2 separate regions of the Gadus morhua genome follow, and region 2 is linked to region 1. A link is a contact called in public Hi-C data. All regions are on one chromosome and are shown on one strand. Each heading gives the region's core, a stretch centred on a gene start, on an enhancer-like site or on the middle of the called end of the contact. The rest is flanking DNA. Distances are from core to core; before and after follow the strand shown. Region 1 holds the start of top2b (DNA topoisomerase II beta). Region 2 holds the start of nr1d2b (nuclear receptor subfamily 1, group D, member 2b).

Region 1 (6,752 bases), core at 3,141-5,640:
GTTCAGCCACACCTTGTGTCACCCCTGGTGGAGGAAGTGGGAACCCCATATAATTGTGACATGATGCCAATCTTGTGACAAAGCACCCATAAAATGCAACCGTTACCAAAACTTGGCAGAGAACACCACTGGTGATAACAAAACCCTACATTACATCAGATGGATCTCTGCGCAGCCCTGTAAAACAGCATGTATTTGATGTGCCGTTAAAACCATGACACGATTCAGACGATCCAGCACTGCAATATGCTTGTCACCCTCAATGTCAGAGGATGCTGGCCCGGTCTAAGCACCTGTTTGAAGCTATGCTTGTACTCCTTGCAGGCCGTCTCCACTGTGAACTTGGTGCTGAAGATGTTGCAGAGTTTGGCCCCGTAGCCGTTGCGCCCACCTAGCGGGGGGGAAGCACAGCATACCCAGGGTCAAACACAGCAGGCCTTAAGGCCGTCCGCCCGCCCTCGTGGCCGCCCCCGCCGCCCCCGCATGGCCGTGGCCTTCATACCTGTGACCTTCTTCTGCTCGTCGTCGTAGTTGCTGGAGGTGAGGAGATGGCCGAAGATGAGGGCCGGGACGTACATCTTCTCGTCCTTGTGCTCCACCACGGGGATGCCTTTGCCGTTGTTCCACACGGAGATGGTGTTGGATTCGCTAGGGGGAAAGGAGGAGCATGGGAATGAGATAGAGCAGTGTTTCAGTCTGAAAGGGAACCTCCACCTGCCTGACATCAGACAGTGCTGAGGATACAGCCAGGACCAGCCATCAAAGAAACGCTCTAATGAGCTATCATTACCACGGGAGGGATCGAATGAGGAGGGTAGGGTGGGGTGGAGGAGGACAGTAGGCTGGGGGGAGGAGGACAGTAGAGAGGGGAGGAGGAGGACAGTAGAGAGGGGAGGAGGAGGACAGGAGAGAGGGGAGGAGGAGGACAGTAGAGAGGGGAGGAGGAGGACAGTAGAGAGGGGAGGAGGAGGACAGTAGGCTGGGGAGGAGGAGGACAGTAGGCTGGGGGGGAGGAGGACAGTAGAGAGGGGTGGAGGAGGACAGTAGAGAGGGGTGGAGGACAGTAGAGAGGGGAGGAGGAGGACAGGAGAGAGGGGTGGAGGAGGACGGTAGGGTGGGGGTGGAGGAGGAGGACGGTAGGGTGGGGGTGGAGGAGGAGAGCTCCACCGTCTGCATTTGAAATGAGGGCAGCGCTGCACTCCATGCGCAGACTCCCGCCAGATTCATCAGCGCCAGACAACCAGGCTGCCTCCCTCCCTCCCTCCCTCCCTCCCTCCCTCCCTCCAGCTCTGCACATCTCTGGGTTTCCTCTCAAGTCAAACCTGCTACCGGTGCAGTTTGGTTAATAATGGAGGCAACCCCAGCATGGCTCCAATAGCAGTAGGAACCAGAAACCATTCATCCGCTATGCGTTCATATCATATCTTCAGGAATACAGACATCCATTGAGAACACTTACGGATCAATGTTGATCTTTATGGTGGTCATATGCTTGTCTCTTTGTTTGTTGTCGGCTGCATTTACTGTTAACAGGGAAAATGACATAAAGATGTAGTTTACACACAATAACAATAAAGTAAGCAGCAGAAAATCTATCAAATGGGCAAATTTCCGATTTGCCCATTATTTTTTTGCCAGATTTATTAAACAATTATTACAGTTTACATGAAATAGCGCATTAAGGCAGCTATGCCTAATTCCCCAAATAAGAGATGTCTGGATTAACAATAGAAGAGGAAAAGTAAAGCTCACCCACCAAGAATTTCATCAAAGATTTTGTAGAGTCCAGGGACATATGTGATTTCTCGCAGGTTCATCCCGACATCTTCATCAAACACCCACAATTGCTGGATAAAAGAAGAGAGATTTGGTGTGAGAATGGTCTGGAGCCGAGTCAGCAGTAGCAAGGAAGACGTGAAGCGTACTCTCAGCCGTGGTTCTCCCACGGGATCTAGTCTAGTGAACCAAGCCTATCTCCCCCAATACAACCGATTGTTAAGGCACTGTATCTGTTGCTGCGCTTTCAGAACTCATCATGGATGTGTTGTGTTCATTATCATGTACCTTCACAAACCAAATGTAGAGGCCAGGTAGGGTAGTGGGTAGCGTAGTGGTTAGGGGGTCAAGACTCAGACCCAAGAATACTAGGTTGGATCCCTAGTGTCCACAACCTATTGGGAGCTTACAATACCCCTTCCTGCTCCTTCATGACCTCTTTATTCATTACTTTTAACGTCACTGTTAGCATTCACCCAACAGACTAACAACTTCACAGTGCATCCGCAGACACACAGAAAAATGTAATGACTAAGCAAAAGTGTTCCACTAATATGAACACGATGAGTTCGACTTTGCACTGAATACACTGTGTGTCGCTTTCAATATCTTCTATCGATAACCGGTAAACAGGAGAAGCGGAGGGGCTCTTTGGATCTCACCTGTGTGACGGGCTCCACCGAGCCGATGTAGGTGTCCGGGCGGAGCAGGATGTGCTCCAGCTGCGTCTTCTTCTGGTACACGCGCTCCACCGTCATCTTCTTGGAGCCCTCCTTCTTGGTGGACTCGCTCTTGCCGCCGTTCGCCGCGGCCTCCTCCTTTTTGGCGGCATTGTTTTTTTCAAAGAGGGTCTGTTGTTAGACACATTTGGCGCAGACGTGTTACGAGAAAACAGAGAGGCTTGTAGGAATTTGAAAAAAGGAAAGAATGACCTGAAAGACAGTTTTGCAGTGGAATAATGTGTTGATAATTGATATTATAGACCTGCACCTCAAGTCTCAAAGGACGTCACATGACCACATTCATGTGAGTGAATCCCATTCATCAGGATAAGAGAAAGTAAAATACATGTGGATACATCAGCAATGTATGGAGGGGAGCCTATATTGCATTTACTGCCAACCAATTCAGCGCGGAGGGGCTAAGTTAGTATCAAAAGATGTAGAGGTTGCCAGGTGAACAAGAAGCCCTTTCAAACCAGGAGCAAAGTTCAGCGTTACAGAACCCAAAGAGGAAAGTGCCAGAAATGATGTGATTTAGTGGTAAAGGACAGGAGGTGTGATGATAAAGTCATTAAGCCAATTTAAGACCATGTGTTTGATAACGGCTCTCTTTGACTCAAAACATATTCGTTTATATATAGAACATTACGTCCTCTCTGGTCCTTATCATCACAATGAACCTGTGCCACAAGTGACGTCCGGTTATTAAAATAATCGATGCTGCCATTTGTGCATGGCCACTGTGTGCAAGGTTGTTGATGGGTTTTATGGGACGTTAAGGTGTATTTCAAGTGTGTGCAATTCATGTTATTGTGTTTCAAATGTCTTCCAGGTGGAAGCTCGCGTAACAAATGTGTATTACACATTATAACATAGTATGTAGTATAGTTGTACACGAAGAGATGTCTTATACACGTAAAATGGCCTCGGCAAATATTATGGACCGTCCTCGGTTACAACAATGATCTAGAACGGCTGAGGGTTAAAGAGACAGGGTTGACATAAGAGCATCTGAGCAGCCAGTCCAGCTGATCCTTTGTTTATAGCCTCCGGAGGCACACGGAGGGTTTAAAGTTGTGACCCGGCGTTGGGCCACATTGCAAGGGTCGGGGCGGGGATCCGAGGACGAGATTACCTAGCTGTACCGACCAGGTGGGGTCTCGGTGAGGGAGACACGAACAAAATAGAGCCAAGATGTGTTGCTAAACAGAAAGTGTTGTGCAAAAAAAAAAGACTTGTGCAACGATAGACTACTTCCTAAAGTTGTATTCAACGCGTATACGCGTCGTCCTGAATAGTACGGGGCCTGACCTGAAGCCATTTACTGATCAGGACATGCAGGACCATGCACGGTGCAGAGAGGCTGACTTACCACCCAGGTTAAACCCCCACTGCCCGCTGCGCCGTTGGACATCTTCCTTTGTGGTCCCTAATTCTCCCGATGCAGATCTCTGAAGGTTTCTCAACTCCACCGGATTTAAAAGTCCATCAACGATGTAACTGTCCTTGGTTTAATCCCAAAATATGAATCCACACTCCATACGTTTATCCAGCCATCTTCAAAAGGTTACGATTCACCGGCATCCGAACAGGCGGAGGAAGGGGAGGGTGACGCGGCTTTTGTTAAAATCGACAAGCGGTGTTTTCCGCTAGGCCTTCTCTCCAACAAAGATGCTAACGGAGCTATTTGCTAACACATAAATACTGTACAAAAACGCACATTAAATAGCACATTAGTTAATTATAAAATAATAATGTTGCATTCGAACAACGCCTGGTTAAAATATTCCAAGAACCCTTGTGGTATAAATACTTTTCATAAAAAAAAATTAAAAGGTAGCTATCTGCACACACCGTCCGGTTCCGCCATCAGCAACACAGACGGCAGATCCCCACCGCGGGATTGGCCAATCTGCTGCTCTCTTTCCGAGGCACCGGTACCTCGGCCAATCAGAGAGGTCTATAGTACTCCGTGGTCCCCGGAGTACTTTACATTTCTGACCGCTAGAGGGCGTCATAGATAGGCATACATTTCAGCAGCAACAGCAGATGATACGGTCTGTGTTCCAGACACTGTTCTGCAGTGCAGTACGTCCTAGCAGCTTCTGTTTCAAATAAGCCGGTAACAAATTGGTCAAAATATCTTTATTATGGCGAATGCAGAGATTTGTTTTTAATCACATATACCATCATTAGGATCAGCATTTTCAGTAGTGACAGAATAAACAGTATCATCCCAATCTTTCATTAGACATAACCGAATAGGAATTTTTGGAAAAAAGGATACAAATCACAATTTCTGAGAAAGGTGACATGAGATTACAAGAAGAAAAATAACATAGAATATTTAAATATTTACCATTTGATTTACATATCTGATAGAATCTCTGAGATATTTTGACTAGTTGAGAGGGGGTTCAATATTTTTTGGGGGTCTTGTGGCTGTCATAAAAGTAGTATTATTTAGCCATGCCACATCGGTTATTCATTTGTCTTGTTAGCCAGAGAAATGAGTCATGACAACCAAATATTATACTTCAACAGTAGGAAACACATTTAAGGTAGAGCCCCTTCAACCCCACATTGCTCAGAGCGGAGTCCAATGTTATTTAGGGAGCTGGTTAGTCTAGATGTCTTTGGGGAGCTGCTTACTGTAAATGTATTTCTTTAGGTGGCTGGTTAGTGTAGATTTATTTCTTTAAGGAGCTGGATGGTGTGGATCCTAAATCTGCATTCCTCTAGTCCGTCCTGAAACGCCCGTCGTCAAGCGTCAAAATGTAGGAGAATTTCAATGGAAGGTTCCGCCGTCTCGGTCAAACTCTGCCTGAACAGCTGAGCGTGTTGCCATGACAACGCTCCTTCCCCGCCACAGAGTTCGGCTTCAATGACAAGCTCCGTAGACCCGGAGAGTGGGAATGACTGCAGACTCCCATCTGTGTATGCAGACAACGCAAAAAGAAAAAACATAATTGCCAAATGTAATCAAGGGCAATAAAAATGAGCAGTGCTTAAGCCCTTGTTGAAGGTAATGGGCCAGCGAGGCCGAGTATTAGAGCAGCTGAGTGACGACAGTGGTCAGTTTTAAGTCGTCCACATGTCCTGGTGCTATAGCGTCCCCATACCTCCAAGGAACTCGGTAACGGCCTGGCCTGAGCGCATCCTCCACACCACCGTCCCCGAGTTGAACGTCTGGCTGTGTGTGGTGACCGAAACGGCCTTCATCTTCACGCCCACGTCGGCGCAGTCGAACCTCCAGCTGAGCGTCCCGCAAGGCGACCCCTCTGTCCTAGCGATGTACACCTGGGGACGACATGTTGTGCACCCAAAGCACAAGCAGCCGTTATCAATAAAAGAAGGGGTGTGTGTGTGTGTGTGTGTGTGTGTGTGTGTGTGTGTGTGTGTGTGTGTGTGTGTGTGTGTGTGTGTGTGTGTGTGTGTGTGTGTGTGTGTGTGTGTTTGTGTGTGTGCATGCGTATAGATATTCATTCACACTGCGATATACATCCCTGCCGCTGAATAAACATGCAGTTGAAAGAAAGATCACGGCTCCAAAACGAGACCCACCATCTGCCAGTCGTTCTCCACCTTCCTGAAGACACAGTCCTTCCTCCACACGCCCCGCTCCCAGCCGTGGATGACCTCATCGCCGTTGGACACGCGCTGGTACTGGTCCCTGCTGGCAAAGTAGCGCACATGGAGCAGCCCCTTGTTCTTCTCCACGTCTGTGGGCGTGAACGTGTGTTCTGCCACCTGGGGACCGTGTGAACACCGTCAGTGCTGATTCAGTGGCTGTGTGTCATCAGAAGTCATTTCACCGTTTGTGATGTGTTTTTCTAAGCCTTGATCACTGTCCAAATATTTATTTGGGCCGCTGAACGTGTCACGTTATAAATATTTGAATTCTTGTGCCATTTAGATTCTACAAAAATGTATTTTAGTGTCTGGCCTCTTTTACACTTGTACTGTACCTGGGGCACGGCCTCCCGAGCGCCCACCTCTCCCCTGGCTATCCTCCAGGCCAGCGAGCCGGATCCGCGGCCACCAAGGTCTCCCGCTTTGGGCTTCTTGGGCGAGATGAATTCCACCAGCTCAACGAGCAGCCGGTTCACCAGCTCCCTCTTCCTCTCTGGGCCCACGCTTTGCTGCCTCTTCAGTAAACACACGACCACAGAGGAATCAGCACTCGCTGACTCCATACACAGGAACCCACATCTCTACAGATTATGTTGGTGTTGCTACAGAAATAGCACGCCT
Region 2 (7,037 bases), core at 4,430-6,929, 140 kb before region 1:
CTGGTATGAGTGCGGCTGGAAAGACATCTGATTTCATGTTGTGCTTTTTTGCTCTGTGTTATTATAGCTAGTAGAGAGTTTCATACAAGCTACAGATTTCTAAGCTGGTTGCATGCATATTGTGAAGTTGATATGTATCAAAATGAGACTTTCATGTTCCAACACCTCTGTTATTAGTCCTAAACCTTGTGCATACTGGTGATGCTGCTAGCAGCAGTAGGGGACTCCTGTCAAATAACAGTACATCGTTCTGCATTTGGTATAGCCCACAGAGAAACTTCCTTCTATGGGAATATTATTAGCAAATCTTAGTCTCTGCTCTCCCATTGGTTGTTCAATTGAACGTGCCTTCAGCAATACGAATAACACACTGCTATAAGATGTTGCACACAAAATGGAACTAAAGTAAAAGAGAAGTATGTTTTAAAAGTACGGAAGGAGGAATTTGGTGAAGCCAGTGTTCACGTGAACCTTGGTTGATGGGAGTGAACCTTATGATTTTTACGCCTGGGAGAAATGTGTTATTACAATAAAAGGGAAACGACAGATCAATGGTCCCTGACATTCATCATATGACATACTATATATTATTCAAGCTACAATTTCTTTCATTCTTCAACTTTAGTTGTGTGATATTTCCTCATGCCAATGACTTCAGACTATACAACTGAATTTAGACTATGGAACAAAATGGAGACGATTAAACTGAATTGTAACAGTACAATAGTGTATGAGAACAGTGTTAACGACCACAGGTTAAAGCATCAGCTAGGACCCCAGCTGGTGTCAGGAGATTATGCCTCGCGGCTGAAGCACGCAGCAGACTTGACACCTGGCTGATTTCACATTGTCCCAAGTCGAGTTCACCTCCTACATGATGAGGGATGGGAAGACTTTCTCTTTCTGTTGTGATAGCTGTGAACGTGCAGCTTGCGGGTGCTTAGGAACACATACTCACAGAATAATGTTTCCACTTCAGTAGGATGGTCAGCGAGGCTTCAGAAATCAGATACTGCTCATATTACTTAAATGTCCAACCTGTAGGACTGCAGGAACTGTTACTTTCTCTAGCTCTCCTTCTCTATGTCCTCGTATGAGCTGAACCATCCGATAGCTCACCTTGTATCAGGTGAACTATCCTATAGCTCACCTGTTATGAGGTCAACCATTCTGTTATTGAAAACATCAAAATATCCTAATATCATGATTTCATTCCATTAATGTTTGGTCACAGCATCATTTTCACAGCTTGCTAGTGAACTAATCGTTGATTAAGAGCTGTTAATCTTTCAGGTTGATCGGCAGAAGAGGTTCTCACACTCAAATAGGATAACTGAAAGGCAATCGGTGTAAAAGCAAGTAGGTTATACTCAAACAATGCATGGAGTTAAAGGTGGAGCGCAATCAAGCAATGAGTGACGGCGCTAGCCATACGACCATCTCCCGCCCCGCTGAGACGTGGGGCTGACACACAGGGCAGCAGCAACGCAAGAGACCAACCCACGCCACGTGTCTCTGGCGCCTGGCGGATGTTGAACAGGGCAATGTGTGCCACCCAGATCCAGCGTATAAATAAAGCCCATCTCGGCAGACTACTCGTCCTTGTGGGCCGCGGCGGGCCGGCGGTCCTGCTGGGGAGCGGCTCGCTGCAGCACCAGGAGGCCCGAGAAGGTCAGGGAGATGCCCACCCACCACAGTGTGATCTGGGCCTCGCCGAAGATCAGCTGGCCCAGGAAGGCCTGCGGGGAAACAGGAAGACTCCTCCTAAATACAGCCCTTAACCCTGCACTGTGCAGGGTGTACCCTTAACCCTGCACTTAAGCCTCACATAAGATGAATAGAAGTAAAGAAACAACAAAACTTAAAACTTAAAGCACATTTATGTGTAGGAGATCTGCCAAGGCTTTATCTTGTATTACACAACAAACCAACACTTTATCTTACCACACAACCAACTAACACTATCTAATATTACACAACAAATTAACACGTTATCTAATCTCACAACCGACTAACACTATCTAATACTACACAACAAACTAACACTATCTTGTACCCCACAACAAACTAACACTATCGTTAACCACACAACAAACTAACACCATCGTGTACCACCTATCATGCAAACAGTAAACGGCAGCAGATTGAGGTAAATCGGTGTGTGGACGTTTGCCCAGCAGAAGAACAATCGACTTTCCTGTCTTAATGTTGGAACGCATCCAGCTGGCAAGCTTCAGCAAAAAGGCCGTTATTAACTTTGTATTGATCCTTTCCAAAAAAAGTTATCGTAGATACACAAAAAACAATGGACTGCTCATTGATTATTAACCCTACCGGTCATGGTACCTGGGCTGATTGGGCGGTATCGTATTACAGGCCCATTGGATGATTGGTTGATCTGAGCCGCTACTCACGGAGGAGATGAAGTTGGAGGCGGTGGTGGTCACAGTGGTCTGGGTGCAGGAGGAGGACGAGCGCAGGGCTTTGGCCAGGAAGGTCCACATCACAGCGTTACACGTGAACAGCAGCCCCCCGCACAGCAGCCGCAGAGGGATGTGGAGCTGGGGGGAGCAACACACACACAGGACAGAGAGAGCTGGTCAACACACACACACACACAGGACAGAGAGAGCTGGTCAACACACACACACACAGGACAGAGAGAGCTGGTCAACACACACACACACACACACACACAGGACAGAGAGAGCTGGTCAACACACACACACACACACACACACACACACAGGACAGAGAGAGCTGGTCAACACACACACAGGACAGAGAGAGCTGGTGTGTGTGTGTGTGTGTGTGTGTGTGTGTGTGTGTGTGTGTGTGTGGTGTGTGTGTGTGTGTGTGTGTGTGTGTGTGTGTGTGTGTGTGTGTGTGTGTGTGTGTGTGTTAACCAGCTCACTCTGTCCTGTGTGTGTGTGTCACACACACAGGACAGAGAGAGCTGGTTAACACACACACGGGACGCATAGTCAACATAAACACACACACGCATGGGACAATTGGAGCTGGTCAACACACACACACACACACACACACACACACACACACACACACACACACACACACACATACACACACACACACACACACACACACACACACACACACACACACACACACACACACACACACACACACACACACACACGGCACGCATGGAGCTGGTCAACACACACAGGCCCATCGCTCTCATTGGGAACTACAGGACACCACTGGCGACATGAACCCCGGGGCTGCAGTCATCATGCAGCGGCTCATACGGCCGGTCGACTGTGCCAACTCTTTCAGACCCGATAGAAGCACTGGAGTTCGTGCTGTTCGCTGAAGGGTGGGCTCTCAAACGCTCATGGTGATTAAAAACGTCAAGTACATGGGAGGGTTGGATGATATTAGAGGAGGACCTCGAACCATCTTTGATCCTATTTTAACAATGTTACATGGCAGCACGTGCTGCTTGTCGGTCTGAAGGTCACTCAGAAAAACATCCTCCGCCTCATCATCCTCATGAATTCCTCCACATTTTTATTTAAAAAATAGTTCTTACAGACTTGCACTAAAGCACATCGACATAACCAACACTAATCATTATAAAGAAGATAAAGAAGATAAACGTTTTCGTGTTTCGTGTTAAAGGAGGAACACAATAAAACGATGACGCACGAGCTCGAATGTCCGCATGCAAATCGCCGCGCGCGCGGTGGCAGCGTGCTGCTGGACGGCGCTACTGGTGCAGCTGGTGCTACTGGACGGCGCTACTGGTGCTGCTGGTGCTACTGGACGGTGCTACTGGTGCTGCTGGTGCTACTGGTGGACAGAGCTCACCAGTAGGCAGGCGCGTTGCTATCATCGTATCATAGTTGCAAAAGACTGGCGACACACAGCAGTCCTTCCAGTCGACTCCTCACCAATAGAGTAGGCTACAGTACTCGTCTCCCAGTCACATTAGAATCATCACCGATAGTGCAAACAGTATAGGCCTACCACCTTTATACTGGACACTATATACATACTGTATGTGTAAACTGTATACCAGTATAGTATATATCAGAGCAGCAGGCCTCACCCAGTCACAGGCGGTGGTCTCATCAGGCTGTCTGAAGCGCCGCTGCTCTCCCCAGGTCCGGAGCCCGGTCTCACAAACCCCCTTCAGGTAGTCCGCTCCAAGGGACAGCTTGGCCGAAGACGATGCCACGGCTCCCAAGAAGCCGGCCAGCAATGCATAGATCACTCCGGGAAACATTTTGAAGGCAAGCAAATATCATTATTTGTTCAGTCTATCGTCACATTTCTGCATCCTAGCCGCCGCGTCCTAGTGCGCCCGTGTGCTGCACTTCCGACCAGCAGCCGCCAGGGGGCAGTCCAACGCATCATGGATAACCTCCCACAGTGCACTGTAATATAATATAATAACATCCAACCGTGGACTGTAGAATAATTTAATAACCTCAAACCGTGGACTGTAGAATAATATAATAACCTCCAACCGTGGACTGTAAAATAATATAAAAACCTCCAACCTCGGACTGTAAACGAATGTAATAACCTTATGGAATGATTGAAAATATATTTACAAAAGGGCTATGTTTTAATAATAATAAAATAATAATACATTTAATTTAGAGGCGCCTTTCAAGACACCCAAGGTCACCTAAGATACACTTTAAGATACAAGCAGGTATTCTATTAAGGTATTATTATTATTATAATTATTTATTTGATTCTTAATCATATCCATGCTGCTATATTAGATTTTATTTGGAATTAGATTATATCTTGCTGCAAAGTGCCATTGAGTATTTTAAGCAGCGCTCTACAAAATGAATGTATTATTATTAGTAGTAATATTGTCACTACCAGCCTATTCCTTTGAAACATCAGGACAAAAAGATGATGGATGTTCAGGAAATAGATTTGGTAAAACATCAGTGACTGCTGACACAGGAAAGTGCATTTAGAAAACATTTGAAGAACTATGTGCCTTGGATGGATTAAATATGATGCAGGCCTAGTAAAAACATCTCTCAAATGTCAAAGACAATTATACGCTACAGAAAATGAACATTCTGACCGGTAAGATCGGTAAGACTGGTAAAGCATCCATGTTCCAGTCTGGTCCCTCTGGTCTCCAAACGGGGGACCCTGCTGTCCAGTTTCCTCCCATAGGCCCTACTGCTGAACCAGTATCCTGCAAAAGATAATTCGGGGTGTATATGTTTTGTGAATGAAATGCTGTAACTTTTAGGCTAAGTAATAATTTCAATGGAAACATTATATTATCTTGGCTGTAAATAATTATAATAAAATAAAGATTCAAGCAATATCCTTTATCTAGGCCTATCTTATAAACTTGATCTTCTTGTCTTAATATTTTAAGTTAAATCATACGCTGGGAATAAGTTTTAAATAAGCAGGCCATCATGCAAATAAATTCATCTACTTGATGTTTACGTCCTCAATTGGGAGAGACCTTTGTTATTAATGTTCACCTTAACTTTGTCTAATTGTGTCAGTGGGTCACATTGACGCCCCGCTGGGCGTCGGAGAGGAGGAGCCGAGGACAGGCTGGTCACATGGTGCATAGGGCTCTCCAGTCAGATCGACGCTGAGAGAGGATCCTGAATTGTATTGCATCCTGGTCCACCGCCAAGCAATTTCCGGTCTGTATGAGCAGTGCACGCCAGTGTGAACAGTCCCGAAGCGAGACGAATTAGAACAAGAATAACATCGAGAACGACGATGAGAATGAATATGGAGTTTTGACCAACATATGACCAAATTATGCCCGAAACATGTAACGACAACAAATATTCATATACCGGAAGTCCCGCCCTCTCTATCCCCGGTAACGCGGATTTGGTCAATCATGTCCCAGACGGTCCGAGAGGAAAACGCTGCGAACGAGGTTAGTCAGAGCCAGCAGGTCTTCTTCGGCGGTGGAGTCGCAGGGATACTTTTTCACCTTTGCAAGCAACTGATGCTATTATCGCTTGGAGTTTACTAACGTGTTATTAATGGGAACATTTGGATGCCGTTAAAGACGAAGTCTGAATAACTAATCTCGCAGTATTTCCATCGCTGCAGACGAACCGCCAGCCTCTCCTCTGTGAGGTGAGATGGTTCCTCAAAACACAGATCTACTGTACCGGGAACAGTGGCCTGCTCTCTGAGCTCATCTACCGGTGGATCGACGGGATCTATTCACAGTGATTTCATATTGTTCACGGTGTAGCGTCACCATCAGGAGATCCTGATCAGTAACCAGCAGAACCACTCGGAGGTCGAGGAAGCGACAGGATAACCAGGAGGAGATGGAGCCATGCAAAGCTGGTGAGAAATGGTTTCACCCGATACAGTCATCAATGGGTCGCAAAGGGCTGCATTCCTTTTATTTGTAATACATTACAACCCTTATACACCCAGATAGGCCTAACCGTACTGTTGATTTACATTACATTGTTAAGGTCACTCTCTTGGTTTGACATCTTGAATAAGGGGTTGTAATTCATGGAGATCAATGTGTTGTTGGTTTCATCGAACTGTGTGGGCAGCAGCAGCACTGGGAATGGCCCAGTATAACCAGAGCCTGCAGCTCCTCCTCACATGGTCCGCTCCTCCTGGCCATGTGCCCTGTGTTTACGCTCTGCCTGCGTCCTCTCTGATTGGTCCAGGGTGGTTGTGTCGTCGCATTGCATAAAGCCGTGGAAACACGTGAGACGTCACCGAGGACGTGATGACCCACTTAGTGCGTCCCGTACCGAGAGGAGCGCTCCGGGGGGCCTGTCAATCACCGAGTTATTAACATTATTAATTATTATTATTAACATCGCTACGGGATTTTCTGGAAACCACCTGGTAGATCTTAGAGCAATGGATCTCTCTCTCTCTCTCTCTCTCTCTCTCTCTCTCTCTCTCTCTCTCTCTCTCTCTCTCTCTCTCTCTCTCTCTCTCTCTCTCTCTCTCTCTGTGTCTCTCTCTCTCTCTCTCTCTCTCTCTCTCTCTCTCTCTCTCTCTCTCTCTCTCTC

What was found. Hi-C and Micro-C count contacts between places; a contact is called where the count stands out from the background.
Region 2: a contact with region 1 is called in a Hi-C map of heart, with 3 times the contacts expected there. The contact joins the promoter of nr1d2b here to the promoter of top2b in region 1. A contact is called at or near these places in 3 of 6 Hi-C or Micro-C datasets (gill, heart and spleen).

What each region holds. Positions count from the first base shown.
Region 1 is chr22:19,094,762-19,101,513 of gadMor3.0, reverse strand. It overlaps top2b (DNA topoisomerase II beta), which reads right to left and starts at 4,390. Exons shown (of 36, transcript XM_030347289.1): 1 at 3,871-4,390; 2 at 2,439-2,594; 3 at 1,757-1,847; 4 at 1,460-1,523; 5 at 503-648; 6 at 294-391. The coding sequence starts at 3,912. It overlaps ngly1 (N-glycanase 1), which reads right to left. Exons shown (of 12, transcript XM_030347290.1): 9 at 6,467-6,646; 10 at 6,063-6,248; 11 at 5,621-5,798; 12 at 4,629-5,431. The coding sequence ends at 5,262.
Region 2 is chr22:19,236,342-19,243,378 of gadMor3.0, reverse strand. nr1d2b (nuclear receptor subfamily 1, group D, member 2b) reads left to right here and starts at 5,679. Exons shown (of 8, transcript XM_030347294.1): 1 at 5,679-6,342. The coding sequence starts at 6,324. It overlaps tmem42b (transmembrane protein 42b), which reads right to left and starts at 4,685. Exons shown (of 3, transcript XM_030347939.1): 1 at 4,079-4,685; 2 at 2,415-2,561; 3 at 1-1,739. The coding sequence starts at 4,255. The coding sequence ends at 1,593.